Linked DNA regions of Gasterosteus aculeatus: region 1 is linked to region 2. Evidence: chromatin contacts called from public Hi-C data. All regions are on one chromosome and are shown on one strand. The core of a region is the stretch at or near the end of the contact, and the rest is flanking DNA. Distances in the headings are between cores, read along the strand shown.

The links. Hi-C and Micro-C count contacts between places; a contact is called where the count stands out from the background.
Region 1: a Hi-C map of skeletal muscle shows a contact between it and region 2, with 5 times the contacts expected there. The contact joins two enhancer-like sites. A contact is called at or near these places in 4 of 6 Hi-C or Micro-C datasets (liver, skeletal muscle and whole body).

What each region holds. Positions count from the first base shown.
Region 1 is chr12:19,444,225-19,448,423 of fGasAcu3.hap1.1, forward strand. No RefSeq gene overlaps it. Among protein-coding and RNA genes, the nearest start is that of cyld, 33 kb to the right of the region's middle. Within about 2 kb of position 1,912, at least 2 of the 9 cell types and tissues checked have open chromatin away from gene starts, as enhancers often do.
Region 2 is chr12:19,284,081-19,288,157 of fGasAcu3.hap1.1, forward strand. No RefSeq gene overlaps it. Among protein-coding and RNA genes, the nearest start is that of LOC144385353, 28 kb to the left of the region's middle. Within about 2 kb of position 1,746, at least 3 of the 9 cell types and tissues checked have open chromatin away from gene starts, as enhancers often do.

The DNA of each region.
Region 1 (4,199 bases), core at 662-3,161, 160 kb after region 2:
ATCTATTAACTATTATTAATGGCCAGGTTCCGAGAAGAGCAAATAGAAGGGAACATATAAATATATGAGCCGTGAATGTAAACTTTTCTTAATATTCTACAATAACTAGTATGTTTACTACAAAAGCGCTGCGCTTCAATAATCTTTTTTTTGTTTTTTAACCCGGTGCGACGTCTCACTTTAAAAGGCGACAATTTAATTGCACGGCGTTTGAAGTAGACTCCACGGGTTAAATCTTGCGCAAAGGGATGAACATGTTCCATCTGCTTGTCGTAATGTTTTTCCGAGGTGGGACTCCACGTAGCTGTGCTTAATGTCCACACTGTCTCCCTCTCGGCAAGTTAAGCTCAAAAAGTCAAGAAATGGAAGCTTTTGTACTAAATAGATGTGGATACAAGTAATGTGATATTACTGTAAAGGTAATAAATATTGAAAGTCGTACGTAACCTCGTGTGCGTAATGCAAGCTAACCTGCATCTGCACATAGAGGTCAAGTTACACAAAGCTTTTTTGATTTAATCTACATTCATGGAATACAAATTCATGGAAATTAGATGAACTCTTTTTCGGTTACACTCGAGCTTGTGACTTTGTTTAACCCAAGACCTAATTCATGTTATAAGACACAAACATGCATTAGCTAGTAAACCTTGTGGTACCTTCAGCTTCATTGTGCATCAATGTGGATCCATCTTTTCAAGTAAGTGAAACATATAAAACAATTTGCAAAAGTGTATCAAAATTGATCCAAAAAGTTATTGAATTTCTTACACTTTCAAATTGAAATGTTTTATGGTAACAACACAATGTATTCTAGTTTAGTCAAAACCAACAACAACTCGTTCCACTCATGAGCATATTCATAAGTTGATCCTTAGCCCACAAAAACAACACACATATATATATATATATATATATATATATATATATATATATATATATATATATATATATATATATATATATAAATACACTACATTTGTTTGTGTAATTCATGTGCGCTGTGATCCCAGTCTGAGATCCAGAGCACAGCGCCCCACAGTGGAGAAGCCTGGGAAAGCCTCTGCTCTGAGCTGGACGCAACATTTACATAAAGGTGCGACCCTTTTGACGCCTGGCATCATCGACACTGTTTATCGTTTGATCAGCTATGATTGATGCTCTGTTAACACAAAGTTATCCTAGCGTATTTTCCATGCCAAGGGACCCATGAAGAGGTTCATTTGCAGAGCAATCTCATTAATTTGAGAGCTTGTTCCAGAGAGGACAACAGCCTTTTTTCTTTTTTTTCCCTTGAAATTCTGGAATGCAGATGTGTAAGGGACATAATTAGTAGATAAGAGTCCTAATTGGATCCTGCTGTGTGGCTGCAGAGGGTGTAGCCCTCGCTATGTTTCACAAGTTCCACCGTGTGGAAGAACACTTTTTTTATAACCTGCTCGCACACACGCACCATCCGTCACAATGTGGGAGGGGAGTCCTCGCTGCCTCTCGTTGTTTGCAACGACTGCTGTTAGAGGTCCGTAGAGTTCAGTTAAACGAGTAAAGGACCCGGCAGTACAGAGGCACAGAGAGCGCGGGGTAAAAACATCAAGATGCCCTGCTGTCGCAACGCTCCTCATGAGTCTCTCCTTGCCCGTGTAAAATGTCTGGGAGGTGGAGCGAGTCCACAGGCATATCAAAAGGCCGACCCCCTCTCCCCCCCCCTCCTGGTCCAGGCACAAACAGCCGGCTTCATTGCCCTTGTTTGATGGCCGAGTCATTAATGTGAAGCCTGTCTCTCGGCCTCCGCAGAGGAACCTTAGCCAACGCAAAGCAGCCTCCCTTTTCTTGGGGCCGATACGGGTGTGACGGTACTCATCCCGGTGGTCCACCCACCTCGGGTTAGCCTACTCCCACATTCACCTCCCCTTCTGCAAGGAGTGCCCAGGCCCAGTAGTGGCACAGCAGCTGGGTGCGGATGGGGAGGGAGGAGAGGTGGGGGGGTAGCGGGGGTCCAACCCCGGCTCCGGGTTTTCAGATCTCCCCCAGCTGTGCCCATCTGAGGGGAAAAGCGGCCCGAGAGGAAGCTCCATTAGTTCCAGCGCCGGCCCGGGCCCAAAGTGGCCGTTGGCCACAGCGGAGCAGAAACACGCTCTCCTCCAGCGTCGGCGGCCCTCCACACTCAATTACTTCTGTGGGAGACGGGTCTACGGACAGTGAACACGGGCCGCGGACCACTGATTTATACTTAACACCAGTTTCGTCTTGTTCTCGGTGACAAAAGCTTTTGGAATACAGCGCATTGGAATGGTACCCGCGCCGAGGCCTTGAGAGCTATTTACTGCTGGTTGCTCTTTGATGTCGGCCGCCGACTGTGAAGTGTGTCACGCTGGTACTTTGTCCAAGTACTGTATCGCTGAAAAAGCAATCAGCCGAGGAAGTCTTACCATATGTCATTTTCTACACAACAGAGAGTGGAAGCTGAAACGAAAGTATCTGATGACTTTGTCTGTCTGTCTTCTGCACTGAAACACCTGTGTAATGAAGCGGATCCAGTGTCCAGCATAAATTAAGTGCGAAACGGAATATTATTTTGTCTGAGCATTTGGGCTGGTGGAGAGCAAAAGTACTTTTATAGAGAAGGATCGTGATCTCAGGAGCTCCTCCCCACCCTGAGTGCTTCACCAGAGGTTGATTCATTCGCATCGGGGTGTTTCTTTAGCCAAAATGAATCAGAAATGTCCATATTATGGTGCACGAGACAACTCCTTTTACCCGCTTTCCGAACAACGAGGGAGGAACAAGAAAAACAGAAAGGGGCCGATTGGAGAACGAGGCCTGGGTTGACTGCTCAGTTACAAACGTAGTTTATCGCTCACACCCCCGTCGTTACAGTGAGTCCACTTCCATCTTTAAAATGGACAAGGACGCACATTTGTGTCAGCTTTTGTCTCACTTCTATCTTTTCACCCCGGCGATGTTGTCGCAATATCGTACGCGCGACGCCGTCATACCTGAACACGGTTTCTTCATACTACATATCATATGTTCTCTGCACCTCTTAAAGCCTGATGATTTATTCCTGTTTTCTTCACAGGAGAAACACTAGAAGTTTGCGTGTGTGCGTGTGTGTGTGTGTGTGTGTACAGGAGGATGTGATTGTACTTCACATGCATCCAACCTAATGTCCGTGTGATAAACATCTTTATGTTCTGGATCTTCATCCTTTGACTGTGGAACATTTTAGCCGTCTCCCCCCCCCCCATCTTCTTGGTTTTATTTGTCTGTTACTCCTCTTTTCCTTGTGCGATTGCTGCCAGCCTCTTTGTGCTTTGTGTCCTGTGTCTCCAGGCTAACTCGGGTCTGTGTGTGTGTTTCTTTATGTGTCTCGTAAGTCTTGGCCAGGCCGTCTTGGCCTGGGTGCCTGCTGGGCTGTCTGTCATTCTTGCGGCCATTGACATTCAAACTGAGCAGCTGTGCGTCTTCATGTTTTTCAATTAGACATAACTTCAACCCCCTCTGTTTGGAATTCAAAGGGCTCACTTTCCTGCTTTTCACCCTGGCAGCATAGCAAATAAAAACCCGCAGAGTGAAGTTTGTTCGTTTTTTGATGTGCATACATCCATTTGTATCTTGTACTTGTGAGCTTGTGTACAAAAGCACGTGGATTTGACGGCAGATAATCAGGGAAGATGAAACTCGTCTCAACAGGTGTTCCCTGTAAAGGTGCTTGTTGCCCCCCCCCCGAACTGGGACTAAATACCCCAAAACACTCGCATTTTTCCAATCACAACGAAGGTGTCATTTGCGTGACCCGGACCCAGACGGAGCCCCGAGGAGACGCGCTATTGATCGGCTCGGCCAAGAAAGCCAGCTGCCATTAAAGCCATGACAGTGGAACTGTACGACATCGATCGGCAGCGCCGGGACCCCACCGTATTATTTATAGAGGAGCATCCACTCCTCTACTCTTACGCCTGATAATTGATGGCAAGTGGGGCCTTGCTTCCTACCTTGACCCCGACCACCTGAAGGCCAGATGGATTACATCTAACACAATTATGATTGATGTTATCGTGTTATGCCATGTGCCGGGAAGGCGTGCTGGGCGGGCCGGGCTGAGGGAGTCACTCTTTCGGCTCGTCTCACTTAACTCCTCCTGTTTAATGTCTGTGGGGAGGAGGCGAAGGTGCACGTAGTTGTGTGCAATAGTGTAG
Region 2 (4,077 bases), core at 496-2,995:
AATGATGGAATTATCTTAATTAATCAAGGTACTGTGAACATGTGTTTGAAAATAAGTAAATTATTATTCCACATACACCTCAGTTAAATAGTAATACAGAGAATCCTGAAAATGTTATGCAGTGTTACGTGTACAGCTGTGGGCCTCAAAAACGATAACTTTGCATGATCAGTAAAACAAACTTGGATCTCTACAAATGTGAAAGGTTTTTCAAGTTACATGTTGGACGTTACTGCAGGAAAAACAAATGCATCTAAAAGCCTCCCTACCTTTTGAATTACACATGTACATAATTCCCTCACTTTCCTCTTTAAAGATATTGATTCCCTTCATTTTCCCAACGTCTCCTGAGCCCTCTGGTCATGTTGTTGTCTTTGAAGTTAGCTGAATAGACCCCGAGTAAAGATCTTAATTCTCAAAGTTCTTTGGCTGCTGTGCATGTGTTTGTGATGTGGGTTTACCGAGGAGGACTTCAGTAGTAACTCTTCATCGTTCTCGGCATCTAAGTGCTGTGGGACTTTGCACTCTAGCGTTACAAATGTCTGCATTTATTTACATCATCAGGAATAAATGACACATCATTGACTTCTAGAATCCCAAACTGCGCATTACCTCACGAAGTCCGTTGAAAAGGAAGAAGTGAGGTTACAGTTGAGGCTTAAATGAAAACCATTGATGAGAATAGCTCAAATTCTCAAAATTGTATAAAAAGTAGTTATACTTGCTGCTTAAAGTTATGTTATTTGCATATTTAGTCCAATTTTGTAGCAAAACGAAAAGCGCATTTATATTACAATTAAAAATAGAAGAGCTCAGACAGACAGTCATATTTTATGTCTTGACTATTAACTCTGTATCCATGGTAACAACTAGTTGCTACCTGTCCACTATGCAGCCCTTCTGTTTACTCAGCTGTAGGGCCTCTGTCTCCAGTCTAAGGTCAACTGCGAGAGGTCACTAAATATTTCATTTCCCAAGTAAAACATGCTTCCCCTCGTCGGCTGAAAAAAAGAAACACAGATCACAGTGATGAATGTGCAATCAGGCTGATTAACTCGTTATTAGTTGTCCACGGGATCCACCGAAGGAAATGAGGGCAAGAGCGTAAGGTTGTTTATACGTCTCGTGGTCGGAGTTATGAATGTGATGTGAGGAAAAAGGCCTCCGTGGACTTTAACCTCTCCAAGTTAGTAATTTGGGATTCGAAGTTGAGTTATGATGCTGACATCCAGCACTTTCCGTTGTCTCAGCCGTCCGCATGCACTTGTGTAGGTGTTTTTATCCAAAGCACCAAACCAGACTATGAAAGAGGGGCCGACGCGGTTATTAGACCCCAAACATTCTCCCTTCACCCGTCAATCCTCCAACTTCTCCTGCATACTTTTTCTTGCATTCTTTGGCTTTTTCTTTTTCCAGCAGATGGTGCTGCAATCTCTTTACAGAGCATCTCCATATGCTGTCAGGGTCTCACATGGAAATGCGCTGCACCCTTAAAAAAAAAAAAAAAAAAAAGTCTGGCTTAGTTCCTGAATGTTTGTTGAAATAAGTGGAGATTTCCTGGTTTTCTTTTTGCAGAAAAAAAAAAGAAAGGAGCAAAGTTTCTTTATAGGATGAGCTCGGGGTGTTCTGCAATTACCCGACTTGTGCTCCAGCTCTTTTTTTCCCCCTCGCTGAGTAGGAACAGACAATGTTTTTCCATTCCAGTTGCCTCTTACAGTTGCAGAGAGGGTGCCGGTGGGCTCAGCGTCAGGGCTTTTACTGTTGTGGAACATGGTGGGTAGGATGACTGAGCCAAATATCACAGCTAGCATGGATGGTGGGAGGCATTGTGGACGTAAGTAAGAGCAGCACTAACATCTTTCTTTATAAGTGGACGGAGAGGAGAGGAGCGGGTGAGGAGGGAGTGCGCTACATTTCTTGTAAAGAGGTTAATAATTAATCTCATGAGCATCTGCCAGGGCCTTGTTTTGTTGGTTAATGTTGATGTCATAGCTAAATGTATTTAAATGATCATTTGAATGAATCCTCTCGTTTTTTTTTAACTTGTCTTTTGGTCGCGGTTATTATCAAACCAATGTTTTTTTTTGTTCAACACCTGTAACTCCAACTGGATAACAATTTGTTTTTCACACCATTAGGGGAGGTGTAGGCTGACCAAGAGGAGAGTTGTGTGTGTGTGTGTGTGTTTTGGGGAGGTGGGGACGTGGAGGTGGGGGACCGTAGCATGTAAGCTATTGAAAGGAGGAATGTGAGAAAGCATTATTGCCCACACTTCATGTGAATGGAAAAGGGGTTAAAAGAAATGACAGCGTACAGTGGGTGGTAGGGCCTCACTGCAGCGCGGGAGGAAATGGAATGAGAAAGTGCAGTCAGGCAGACCACTCATTCACCGTGACAAATGGGAGAGGCCTCGGCCAAGGGGATACCTGATACCCCACGGTGGGCTGTGTGCACCTGCCTGGGCCCCGCGTGCACCAGTGCAAATAAACCTCAGCCACTTGTAGCAGTACACCTCCATTTATTGCAGAATTAGATATTAACTATGCAGCTATTAGGATTATATTGGTTGGAAATGATTTATGAACTTTGACTACGTTCTTAATTATTCTCTTAATTTCTCTTACAATTAACCACATTGTTTTCACACTTATTAATGGTGTTAAAATAACTGTAAAATACAGGAAATTATATGATCTCATATGCACGGTCTCTAATTAGGAATCTTTGTTTGAAAGTAAACACTTTGAGAATACAATTCCTGGTTAATGCAATCCTGTTGGTTTGTAAAAAATATTTTGGCATATTTATGAATCATTTGTAAAACATATTCGAAATGTAACAAGGTTTTTATCACCATGTATTATCATCATATTAATGCAAAAAAATAAAACAAACTGTAAGTAACTGATTATTTTGTATTGTAATCATTTGCGAGTTATTACTCAACGATACATATTTGAGTTTCATTTTTCAATAGAAGCAACATATAAAGCTTTGTAATGCTTGATAAATCTTCATGCTAGTAAGGTCTAAAAGCATTAATATGCTCACAACAAGTTGATGAGCTTTTCAACAGGAGGTCACAAGCCGCATGTCATGAGGTTTGCATCTAAATCAAGTCCTATATCAAATTGTGGCATATTAAATCTTAGGGAACTGTTCAGAATTAGAGGGGTTCTGCTATAATCCAATTGTCTGAGAGGACAGAACAAGAGACATGGGCCCGACGGCAGAGAAGAAGTCTTCTGTTCTCAAAGCCCTCACACGTGCTTCAGAAAGGCTTTTCCGCCTCCGCGCTGTCGCTCTTCCTGCAGCGTCCAGGAAGGATTACGGACCGTCTCCCGCGCAGGCAGATGAGCTGTGGTCCCTCTGCCACCGGTCAGGCCGTGGCCGGCGCAGCGGGCCATGACAATACTCAATCTCCTTCTCCCATTTCAGCGCTTAGATTGGTCTGTGGCGTGACCGGACAGTGGCGGACAGTAGTGTTAGGGCCCCCGCACTGCTCGGAAGGGGAAGAATCACATTGTGTTTTTCTATCGCCAAACATGAGCTCACTTCACCGGTGCCACTTTGTTCGTTTTTGTTTTCCGTCCTCCAAAAAGAAAGATGGTGACGCTAGATGTCACTTCTTGACATTGCCGTGAATTACATCTGCACAGTGTTGAGTCACATTTCTAGAAATTAAAAGTCCCTCCACCAGGTACATTATTACCACCGGAGTACATCATCACACTAAAACCACAGCTAATTAACAAAAGGGAACAAACATCAAGCGGTACATTTGTAGCGGTATTCATGTTTTGCTCGTGCCATCGCTGGCGGAACAGTTTGTTAAACTGTAAGCGGGCTTAGACATTGACGTCGTGTAAAGTATCATCTCTGTCACAAAGATCTGAGATCTCACTAATTGAGTCAAATAATCTGTATAATAATCTGTATAAAGATAAACTGTGGACTGAAACTGAGGTTTCCAGTTCTGTGTGTTTTACCAGTGGTTCGGTCCTGCTGCACCGGTTGCTCTGTCTGCGTGTTGGTCAGTGTAGTTTTAATCTCTCTGGCAGTCGTTGCTGTCACCAT